Linked DNA regions of Mus musculus: region 1 is linked to region 2. Evidence: chromatin contacts called from public HiChIP or PLAC-seq data. All regions are on one chromosome and are shown on one strand. Each heading gives the region's core, a stretch centred on a gene start, on an enhancer-like site or on the middle of the called end of the contact. The rest is flanking DNA. Distances are from core to core; before and after follow the strand shown. Region 1 holds the start of Tlnrd1 (talin rod domain containing 1). Region 2 has its middle 23 kb from the start of Mex3b.

Region 1 (5,386 bases), core at 1,769-4,268, 990 kb after region 2:
TACATTTGTCTTTCTAGGGTGCAAGGATGCTCAGAGGAATAATACCAGAGGGAAAATGGAATTTTAGAGTGGAAATGGTTAGGCACTGGGGATTCACTTGCCAATGGATGTAAACCTTTTTCCCCCCACAGCTCCTTCCCACAGATGGCAGGCGGCATGCACAGTTAGTGAAAAGACAGTAACTGCGAAAAGCCATCTGAGAAACATAACAATTTAATAGATGAAATAAATACTCCAGTACATGCAGGGTAAAAACTTGACATTGGGGGGGGGGGGAAATCACTCTATAGTGTAATTTAAAAAATAAAACACACGCTCACAGTAGCTTTCCCCCCCACTTGCAAATCATATGGCAAAGTCATACTCTTTTTCACACCATGTATACTCTAATTCAACAAAAATAACGACATACAAAAAGGTAGCTACATCCATGTCTAAAGGAGGGAAAACTGAGGTAACCTTTCATTAATTAAAAAGAAGGAAGAAATGAGCCCATGACCTCTTTCCTGCCCAATTGATAACTGAGTTGAGGGGCTCGAGTGTGTAGGGTTAACCCTGCAGCCAGCAGACTACCCATCTTCTCTGTGTCTGAGTCCCTATAGTGGGCTGGTGGACACCCAGGCCCTCTGAGTACTTGATGATTGCATGGCCCTGCCTTCTGGAAAATTCCTCTTGAGCATTTAACATGAGGGAGGGGATCACCTATGGATTCTTTGGTATAAATGGAGAGGGGAGGGGTTAAGTGTCTTCCTTTAGCCTGGGGTGGAAAACAGGTATAGGGGCTGGGGTGGGGGTGGAGCGTGGGGAGTGCTAATTCACAGAATTGGAATTCACTGGCGGTAAAGTCCTGGGTGAAGACCTTTCCCTTAAAGCCTGAGATAGCAGGGTGCAGCCTTCAGACACGGCGCAGGCCGAGTTCCTCAGCCTCTCCCTGTGGTCCGACATCTTGGCGCTCCCATCTGGGTGCTGCGCCAGATCCCTGAGGCACTGGGTCAAGAGCACGCAGGCCGACACCACACTCATGGCACCTCCCAGGATGGCGGTCTGCACCGCCTTGCCCTCAGTGCTCACGGCAGCTGCGCGACCCAGGAATTGAGGCTCGGTGGCAAAGCCCACCAAAGCGCTCACCGCCTGCACCAAGGGCCCACTGAAGAGCGCGCAACGACTGCGGGCCAGCTCGCTGGGTGCCGCCTTCACTTCGCGTACGCATGCTAACAGCGCGGATGCACTTGTGCTCATGCACTTGACGCCCAGCTTGAACTGTTCGCGAGAGAAGCGGTCCCGTGACTTGTCACTGGCCAGGGCGCACGCATCCGTCAGGAACTTGAGGTTTCGAGACAGGCCCTGCGACACCTCCAGCAACAGCTGTGGGGTCATGTCCGCCAGTGGGGTGGCTCGCAGCACAGCACAGCCTTGTTCTACCTCGTGGCGGCAGCGTGTCACACGGTAGCGGTCCACAAGGCCTGGCTGTGCAGGTTGAGCGCCCGGTGTGGCCACGGCTGCCAGGTAGGCCGCATGTGCAGAACACTCGGTCAGCGACACCACCAAGTCGCCCAGTTCCACAAGACTGTCTCCCGCCTCTCCGAAGCGGCCCATGTTGAGCTGGCTCTGCACGTCGTGGGTGAGGATGGACAGCCCCTTAGTGCGCGCGATGATGGTGTCCCGGCACTGCTCGAAGGACTCCGCACCAGCGCCAGGGGAGGCGGGGCCTTCGAAGAGCACCGGCCGCGCCTCGCTAGACAGCAGCAGCAGGTCGGCCACCAGCTGCATCTTGCCCTTGCAGTGATCACAGATAGATACCAGCCTCTTCCGCGGCTGCGAGCTGGCCCCGCCGACGGCGCTCCCAGGAGCCGGAGAAGCCGCCTCGCCAGTGGGCTTCCCGGCGCTGCCGCTAGCCATCGCGCCCAGGGGGCACTGGCATGCCGCTGGGGAGCCCGCTACCACCGCCGCCGCGACTCAGCTGGCCAGGGCCGCGCTGCCTTCCGCGCACCATCATGCCACCCACCGCGGCGGGCACAGAGATCCGGGTGGCGGCGGCCGGTGGCCGGGCGTCGCAGGGCGGGCCCAAGCCCGCGGCAAGCTCTTCGGGGCGCTGTGTAGCTCGCGGGAACCGTGAGCCGGGGCACGGCAGACTCCTAGTCCGCGCCCCTCTTCACTAGCCTACCAGAAAAGTCCCCGCTGCCGGGCTGTCGCCACCTTCCTGGGCATGGCCGGCCGGGCCGCCGGAGCGGAGAGGGCGGGACGGGGAGGCTGGGAGTTGTCCTTCCTTCCTTCCTTCCTTTGAAATCAAAATCCTCTGCTCCTAGAGGAGCGCGGGCGGCGGCCCCGGCAGGCTTTGCTGTCAGCCGCTGCGCTGCGGCTATCCGGCTCAGCAGCGCACGTGGGCTTCAGGGGCGGCGACCCCGCCAGACGGTACAGGCTGGCGACGGCGGCCGGAGCTGACGCCCGGGGGCGCGCGGCCGCATCTCCTGCTCCGGCTCTTAGGGCGCTGGGCGGCCACTGGGCCGAGGGCGTGGCTGGCTCTGTGGCGGCCGCGCGGAGTCAGTCGGGCGGGAGGCTGCAACGCAGGGTGCTGGGCGGCCGCGCCTTCCCGCCTGGCGGTTCAGAGTGCGCGGCCCGGCGCCGCGGCGGCACGCCCTCCCCTCCTGAATGGCCTGCGGCCGGCGACCGGCTGTCGTGGAGATTCCATCTGTGTTTCCCCGCAGAGCCCGCGGGCCCCGCGCATCCGACGCCCCAGGGTGGTCGGCTCAGAAGGTGAGCGCGGCGTCGCGGAGGCCGACCCGGGCCCGGACTCCTGCCATGTTTGTCAACCAGCAACTTCCGAGCGACCTCCGAGCAACTGAAAGGAAGGGAGGAGACCGCAGGCCAGGGGACACCCGCCTGCCCGCGCACGGTTGCAGTTTTCGCCTCCTGGCGTCCGCCTCGCCCCCGGCTCGCCGCCGCCACCTCGGCCGTAACCTCCCCGGAGCCTATAGGAATCTTTTGTGTGGCGTCACCGCCTTTCGTTTAAATCCCGCTTCCTCCTCTCGCCCTTCCTCCCGCCCCCTCCGCCGATCCCGGATGCTTGCGCGATGCGCTGCTCCTCCCCCGGGAAGCTGGGGGCCGTGGGAGGACGCCGCGCCCAGCCCCGACGCTGCGGCCCTGGGGCCGGTGGTCCCTGCATCCGGAGAGGCTGGGAAGCGTGTGTGGTGGGGAAGGCCCGCCCTCGCTCCGCGCCCAGGCGCTGTGTATACCCTGGGGACACCGGGGCGCAGCCGCTAGTGGCCTTACGTAAGCTCTCAGCATGCCCCAGGACTCGATGCTTCCTCCCTGCCGAGGGAGCTAGTGTAAAAGGTGATCTGTTTTGCTTGCTTGGGGAGGATGCCACTCATTACTCCCGGGATCTCCCCACCGCCTCCGGATTCCAGTCACCTCTGAGATTCGATGACTTTTGCAAGCCCTCCTCCGCCCTTTGTTGTGTTGGACCCTCTCCTGTGGGTGGGTTTCCGTGAAACAGTGAAAAGGAGCTCTGATCACGCTTGAGTCCCCACAGCTTGTTTGACTCAGTGATAGACCCTCCCTGAGGTTGGTCTTACCCCCCCCCCCCCCAGCCGTTTAGGAGTTGTGTGACCTTGGGCAAGTTTTCTCTCCCAAGTTACTGTAGTCAGGTAGTGTATGGTGACCTCGGTTCCAGCTGGCTAGAATTCCAATGTGCCTTGATCAGCAGTTCGCCCTTTCCTGACTCCATCTATATAATGGAATAATAGCAACCATTGTTAAGTAAAGAGCCAGTCTCTGGAGGTAAACACTGTTATCTCTGGGTTACAGGCTGGGAAACTGGTGGCCCAGATGGCTCCCCGCCCTGTAACGAGGAATTAAACGGAGGACCTTGAGCTACTGTACTTTTTATTTATTAATTTAACTGTGCAGACAGGCTTTGAACTTCTGGCGATCCTCCTTCAGGGTCTGTAGTTGGTGATTGTAGGCCTGTGCCATAGGGCTTTGTGGCCAGGTGGACTAAGTGACTCCCTAGGCTCTTAACAACAGCAGTGGCTAAAAGAGAAGGTCCCCTAAACCCACTGGCCACACCCACTCCCTTTCTTTGTGCAGACCTTGTCTGCCAGAAACTCCTGGAACACCTGGGCCTCCTCCCAGTAAAGCACTCTCTCAAGAGCCCTGAAGTCTTCTGCTGGTGCCCAGCACTGCCAGTGTGTGCTCAGCCAATGGAAATGTTTGTTCTTCTGTCTCTTCGTAGGACCTCCACGTCCTACATTTTTAAGCCAGTTATAAGTGTTATTTATAAGTTGGATGGCCTCAAATTTATCGTCCAAACCCCAATAGTTTACAGAATAAATTATGAGTCAAGTTATTAATATAAGTTAATGAGGAACAACCGGTAAAAACCTGGATAGCCGCCCTACTCATAATCAAAAATAATAATTAAAAAAAAATGCCCTTGCAGATGCTTTAGATTTTAGGTGAACCAACTGTCTCTGCAAACTGAAGCCAGTAAAACCAATGGCTCTCTTAACAAGAATTCTATAGGGCTACTTCCTCCCTGGTAACCCAGGAATAGCAGTGAATCCTAAAAAATAGTTTCCTTAACTCTGAGAACCTAAGAGAGGGACCAGTAAGATAGCTCAGCAGGCAAAGGTGCCTGCCACCAAGGCTTCGTTTTTCAGATAGTGTCACTCTTCCTAAACTGATCTTTCCAGGTTCTTTCTTGTTTACCTCCTGCCATTGTTCACTTACAGCTCAAACGCTGGGTGTCTACCATGTGCCAGCCCTTGTTCAAGGCACTGCGCTTACACTATAGATTGTAATAGAGCAGCCTCTGCTTGTGAAGATAAGAGTCCCGGAAGGGAAGGTTCACAAATAAGTGCTCCCAGTTACTGTTTACTCAGTAAAAGCACAGGACAAAAATGGACAGCAGATCAACCACTGCATACTAGCCGGGCAGTGATGGCGCACGCCTTTAATCCCAGCACTTGGGAGGCAGAAGCAGGCAGATTTCTGAGTTCAAGGACAGCCTGGTCTACAGAGTGAGTTCCAGGACAGCCAGAGCTACACAGAGAAACCCTGTCTCAAAAAACCAAACCAAACAAACAAAGTACTGCATACTAAGTGTTTAGGTCATGTTAGGCAGAATTATGCATTCTGATCAGTGCTAGGGAAATCGAGGTGACCTGCAAACCAAAGCAGTGGAAACCAAATCTAAGATCTCCCTGTTCCTTCTCACCTTGCTCTTCCTGTCACTGCTGGATGGGTAGGGGGTTGGGAGGTTTTTTTTGAGGGGGGAGGTACTGTGCCCAGCACCATCCACCTTCAGAAAAGTTTCATCTTCCCTGACACACTACCTGTGAAATAACATCTCTCCATTCTCTCTTCTAGTCTCTGGCCATTACCA
Region 2 (5,434 bases), core at 1,026-3,525:
GACTTCCACTTAAGCACCATGGCTCACATGCACTTGAACTTACATATGAGAATATGTACAAACATCACAAACACACAGGAACGTTAAAAAGTAAACAAACAACCCTTTGTGAGGGTCTTCTGTGTAACCATTCCCATCCTTCCAAAGACGGCCATCCCTGACTCTGGTGTCCTTCATTTCTGATGGCCTTGGTAAACGGTGGCTGTACTGGGCCTACCATGGAACACAATTCTCTGGTGGAAGTCCCAGTCTTATTTAATATATGCACCTCTATGTATTCACTTCCCTGAGCCCTTTCTCTTCTTCCTCTGCTGTTTGTCAGAGGAACTCAGGTGTGTGCTCTGCATGAGCCGTCACTTCCTGTAAGTTTCTAAAAAGCCCCACAACAGCAGGAGAGTGCTGAGGGAAATGTCCCCACTGTGACATTCTTCCCAGGAAAACACCTGTGCAATATTTTGTAATTTGGCAGCCACTTTGCACCAGTGAGTGTGCCCATGGTGGAAATAAAAATTCTTTCTGGCTGGCCAATGGGTCATCCAGTTCACTGGAGCACTCTAAGTAAGTGCTGGGTTTGTTTGGAGTCCATAAGAACTGTAAGTCAAGGTAGAATAAGACACGCAAACTATTTCTTGGAGAAAAGCCATGTGGAGGAGCAAGAAAAAAAGATTCAGAAGCAGGTGGGAAGCTGGCAGACTGCAGCCTTATTGACACTTTCGAACAGAGGGAGGGAAAGAGCTCTGGTGGAGGTCAGAGTGCCTGGCCCATCTACCTCACCCGGGCTTATGTACAACCTGGACACAGCCTGAGGAGAGAGTGGGCTCAATATGAGTGATGTAGAAGATATCAAAAGTATGGTAACTGGATGCTGAATGTAAATGAGGACACGAGTTTTCCTAGGTGTGGTTGAGGAGAAGGGCTTTATTGTAGATAAAAGGAAGAGTTTGGCCAGAGGCATCTAGAAGGGTCCAGGCTGAACACAGCCAGCAGCATAGCCTGGGCCATGAGAGGAGAAGGGGGTGGAGAGAGAAAGAGAGATGGTGAGGGAAAGGGGGGGCACAGAGACAGAGACAGAAACAGAGACATAGACAGAGGAAGAAAAGAGAAAGAAGAGAAGGCAAGAGGACCAAGAAAGGAGCCAAAAACCAAGAGAAGAACCAAGAGACTAAAGGAGAGAAAACATGGAGACAAGGAGACAAAAGAGAGAACAAGGAGAGAAAAATGAATAAAGCACATGGCCAAAATGGCTGTTTTTATCCAAGAATCAGAAGCTGGGGGAAGGGAAGTGATACCTGGCCTTTGAGCTGGAGAGGTTTAGGAAGGGGGGCAAGTGAGAAGTGCTGGGAGGAGCCATAGACACTGAGTGAGACTTGTCCCAGGTTCCTTTGGGACCTGGTGGATGTCACTAGCATTAATACTTGTCATAGAGCTATGTACCAATGACCATCTTAAAGCAAAAATGCTGGGATGGTGTAGAAGATCTTGAGCTTCAGAGATGACACTGAAGTTAACAGAACATTACAGTTATCAGTGGCTGTCATGTCTATGGAGAAGATTAATGGAGCTAGTAACACTCTCTAGCAGAAGTGGAAAGGGCTCATGAACCTCTCCTGACCATCACCTGACCATCACCTGACCATCTCCTGACCATCACCTGACTATCACCTGACCATCACCTGACCCTTCAGCCACCATGCTCCACTGTCTCTGCCTCTCCTGGCTGCAAGTAGTTTGTGTGTGTGTATGTGTGCGTGCATGTGTACGTACCTGGGCATGTGTGTTTGCTGATAATGTATAAGAGGAAGAGGGTTGACTTGGAGTTTCTGAAGGAGAGGCCTCATGACTCAGTTCCCCGAGACCCATCTCTTAATGCCAGCATGCCTCGTCTTTTCCTACCAGTGGAGTTCATTCAGAAGTAAAGAGAAAGTACAAATTTGATATACTGCAAGGAAGCAGCAGACTCTGAGAGACTGCTCAAGAGCCACTACCACGTTAGTGACTTCAGAATCCCCAATCTGAACTCTGGAGGGACACAGCACTTCCAGAGCTTCCAGCCACTTTAAATTCCTATCTGTATTGGGAAAGACCATCTGCATTCTCTCCACTCAAACAAACACTGATCTTACCAGGAGCTTTCACAAATACCCAGAAATAGCATTTAATCGGTGTACCATGTGTCCCAGGCAAGTTGACAGATACAGGAGGACACTGGGAAGGGGCTGGACCCTCAGAGAAGGGCACAAAAGAAGTATGATGGGGTGGTGAGGAGGCCTTCCAGAGATGCTTCGCTGGGCCTCGTTCATGTGTGTCCATGCAAGAGCACATTGCATAGTACACCGTAGGCAATTACCATAGCTGTGAGGTTTTACTGAGATGTCTCCCATAGGTCTGGGGCACCCTTGGTCCCAGCTGGTACCTGTTTGGGGAATGGTTAGGAAGTTTGGTCTCGGAGGAGTTGTGTCACAGGGTTTGGTGGGGAGACTTCGAGGTTTGAAGGCTTTCATCATTCCTAGTTTGCTTCTTTGCTTCCTGTTTGTGGTTTGATGTGTGAGCTCTCAGCAGCTGCTCCGGCTAACAGGCCCGATGCTTACTGTTGTGCTGCCGCTGTTCTGCCATGATGGATTCTTAACCCCTGGGAACCGTGAGCCCAATCAAATGCTTCCTTTTTTATGTTGCCCTGTTCATGGTGTTTCATCACAGCAATTGGAAGGTAGCTAGCTGGATGTGGAGGCTCACACCTTTAATCCCAGCATTTGGGAGGTAGAGGCAGGTGGTGGATCTCTGTGAATTCAAGGCTGGCCTCATCTACAGAGCAAATTCCAGAAAAGCCAGAACAATGTAGGGAGACCCTGTCTCAAAAAGCAAGCAAGCAAGCAAGCAAGCAAGCAAGCAAGCAAGCAAGCAAGCAAGCAAGCAAGCAAGCAAGGAAACAAACAAAGGGAACTAATAGAATAATCTTGCAATGCTGGGTGCTTCTGTGAGTGCAAGAAGAGACTCTGAATTAGCAGAGTCTAGGTTATCCTGGGTCTGTTAAGTCAGTCTGCTCACAGCAGCCAAGAGCACACCACAAAGTAGGAGGAGGAGCCACTATCTACTGGCTCAAGCCCTAATCTCTGCTGATTAGATTCTAAGACCTGGATTCTCCTTATCAGCTCTCTCTTGCAGGCAAGAGAGATAGAAAGAGAAGAACCTGGCACCAAAGAATGAAATGAGGAAATAGGATCAGAGCTGAGAATTTAAAGATGTGATTGTGACCTTAAACAAAGTGTCAGATAAGAAGGAAAGGCAGCAGCCCCAGTCTCCTTAGGAGAGAGGCCATCAGGGCTGATGAGCCTCATTCTTCTGCCCCACACCAGGCCAGTGTCTCACTGTGGAGCCCTGGAGTTTACTAAGTAGATAAGACTGGCTTTAAACTCGAAGAGATTTGCCTGCCTTTTCCTCCTAAGGTCTGGGATTAAAGCTATATGCCACAATTGCTGGCAAGGGAGCCTCTCTTTTTAGGGGAGGGGAGGTTTATTTTAGCTTGCAGCTTACAGTCAATCCTTGAGGGAAGCCAGGAAAGAAACGCAAAGCAGGCACCTGGAGGCAGTAACTGAAACAGAGTCTGCAGGGATACTCCTACTGGCTTGCTACCTATTGCTTGGTCAACCACTTATCCATTGTAGGATTACCTGCCCAGGGGTGGCATGGCCCTCAGTGGGCCGGGCCCTCCCACATCGATCATGTATGAAAAAAATGCCCCTCAGACACATGCACAGAGATACCCACAGGCCAATCTGATGGAGACAACTCCTCCATTGAGTGCTGGGATTCTCTTAAGTGTGAAGTCTGATATGGATTGTATGGCCCAATGAAACTCCCACAAGGTTCCAAGAAAATCAGAAAATAATGGACAAGAGGATTATGGGATGTATGCTCCCCCATCCCGCAATACCTCTCCTGGGCATATATCCAGAAGATGTTCCAACCGGCAAGAAGGACACATGCTCCACTATGTTCATAGCAGCCTTATTTATAATAGCCAGAAGCTGGAAAGAACCCAGATGCCCCTCAACAGAGGAATGGATACAGAAAATGTGGTACATTTACACAATGGAATACTACTCAGCTATTAAAAAGAATGAATTTATGAAATTCCTAGGCAAATGGATGGACCTGGAGGGCATCATCCTGAGTGAGGTAACCCAATCACAAAAGAACTCGCACAATATGTACTCATTGATAAGTGGATATTAGCCCAGAAACTTAGAATACCCAAGATATAAGATACAATTTGCTAAACGCATGAAACTCAAGAAGAACGAAGACCAAAGTGTGGACACTTTGCCCCTTCTTAGAATTGGGAACAAAACACCCATGGAAGGAGTTACAGAGACAAAGTTTGGAGCTGAGACGAAAGGATGGACCACCTAGAGACTGCCATATCCGGGGATCCATCCCATAATCAGCCTCCAAACGCTGACACCATTGCATACACTAGCAAGATTTTGCTGAAAGGACCCAGATATGGCTGTCTCTTGTAAGACTATGCCGGGGCCTGGCAAACACAGAAGTGGATGCTCACAGTCAGCTATTGGATGGATTACAGGGCCCCCAATGGAGGAGCTAGAGAAAGTACCCAAGGAGCTGAAGGGATCTGCAATCCTATAGGTGGAACAACATTATGAACTAACCAGTACATCCACCCCACCCCCCACCCCCGCTCGTGTCTCTAGCTGCATATGAATCAGAAGATGGCCTAGTCGACCATCAGTGGAAAGAGGCTCCTTGGTCATGCAGACTTTATCTGCCTCAGTGCAGGGGAACGCCAGGGCCAAGATGTGGGGCTGGGTGGGTAGGGGAGTGGGTGGGGGAGCGTGCAGGGGAGTTTTGGGTTAGCATTGGAAATGTAAATGAAATAAATACCCAATTTAAAAAAAAGAGTGCTTGGGGAGGCAGAGATGGAGTGTTTCAGAGAATAAGAAATAAAGACTCAGAAATGCCTAGAATAAGAAAGAAAAACCAAAGAAGTGGAATGTCAGGGCCTATGTTGCAGTTAGGCAACTTGACTGTCCTGCAATCCATATGAAGAAATGCTTGATGGGACCAATGGATCTGACTTCGAAGTGAGCTAGAAAAAGGGGGCGGAGCTCTTGACTCTAGCTGCATATGTATCAAAAGATGGCCTAGTCAGCCATCACTGGAAAGAGAGGCCCATTGGACACACAAACTGTATATGCCCCAGTACAGGGGAACGCCAGGGCCAAAAAAATGGGAATGGGTGGGTAGGGAAGTGGGGGGGAGGGTATGGGGGACTTTTGGGATAGCATTGGAAATGTAATTGAGGAAAATATGTAATAAAAATATTATAAAAAAAAGAAAAAAAAAGAAAAAGGGGGCGGGGCAAAAGTGCACAGCATCTCAAAGAAATCTACATCTACAGATGGCCCAGTGGATA

What was found. HiChIP or PLAC-seq counts read pairs in DNA pulled down with a chosen protein or histone mark.
Region 1: an H3K27ac HiChIP or PLAC-seq map of large pre-B cells shows a contact between it and region 2, with 3 times the contacts expected there. The contact joins the promoter of Tlnrd1 here to the enhancer-like site in region 2. A contact is called at or near these places in 1 of 39 promoter capture datasets (embryonic stem cells) and 3 of 115 datasets of contacts at active chromatin or transcription factors (astrocytes, extraembryonic endoderm stem cells and large pre-B cells).

What each region holds. Positions count from the first base shown.
Region 1 is chr7:83,881,323-83,886,708 of GRCm38.p6, forward strand. Tlnrd1 (talin rod domain containing 1) reads right to left here and starts at 3,019. Exons shown (of 1, transcript NM_030705.4): 1 at 1-3,019. The coding sequence starts at 1,899. The coding sequence ends at 811. It also overlaps a transcript of Mesd not described here.
Region 2 is chr7:82,887,971-82,893,404 of GRCm38.p6, forward strand. No RefSeq gene overlaps it. Among named protein-coding and RNA genes, the nearest start is that of Mex3b, 23 kb to the left of the region's middle. Within about 2 kb of position 2,276, at least 27 of the 459 cell types and tissues checked have an H3K27ac peak or open chromatin away from gene starts, as enhancers often do.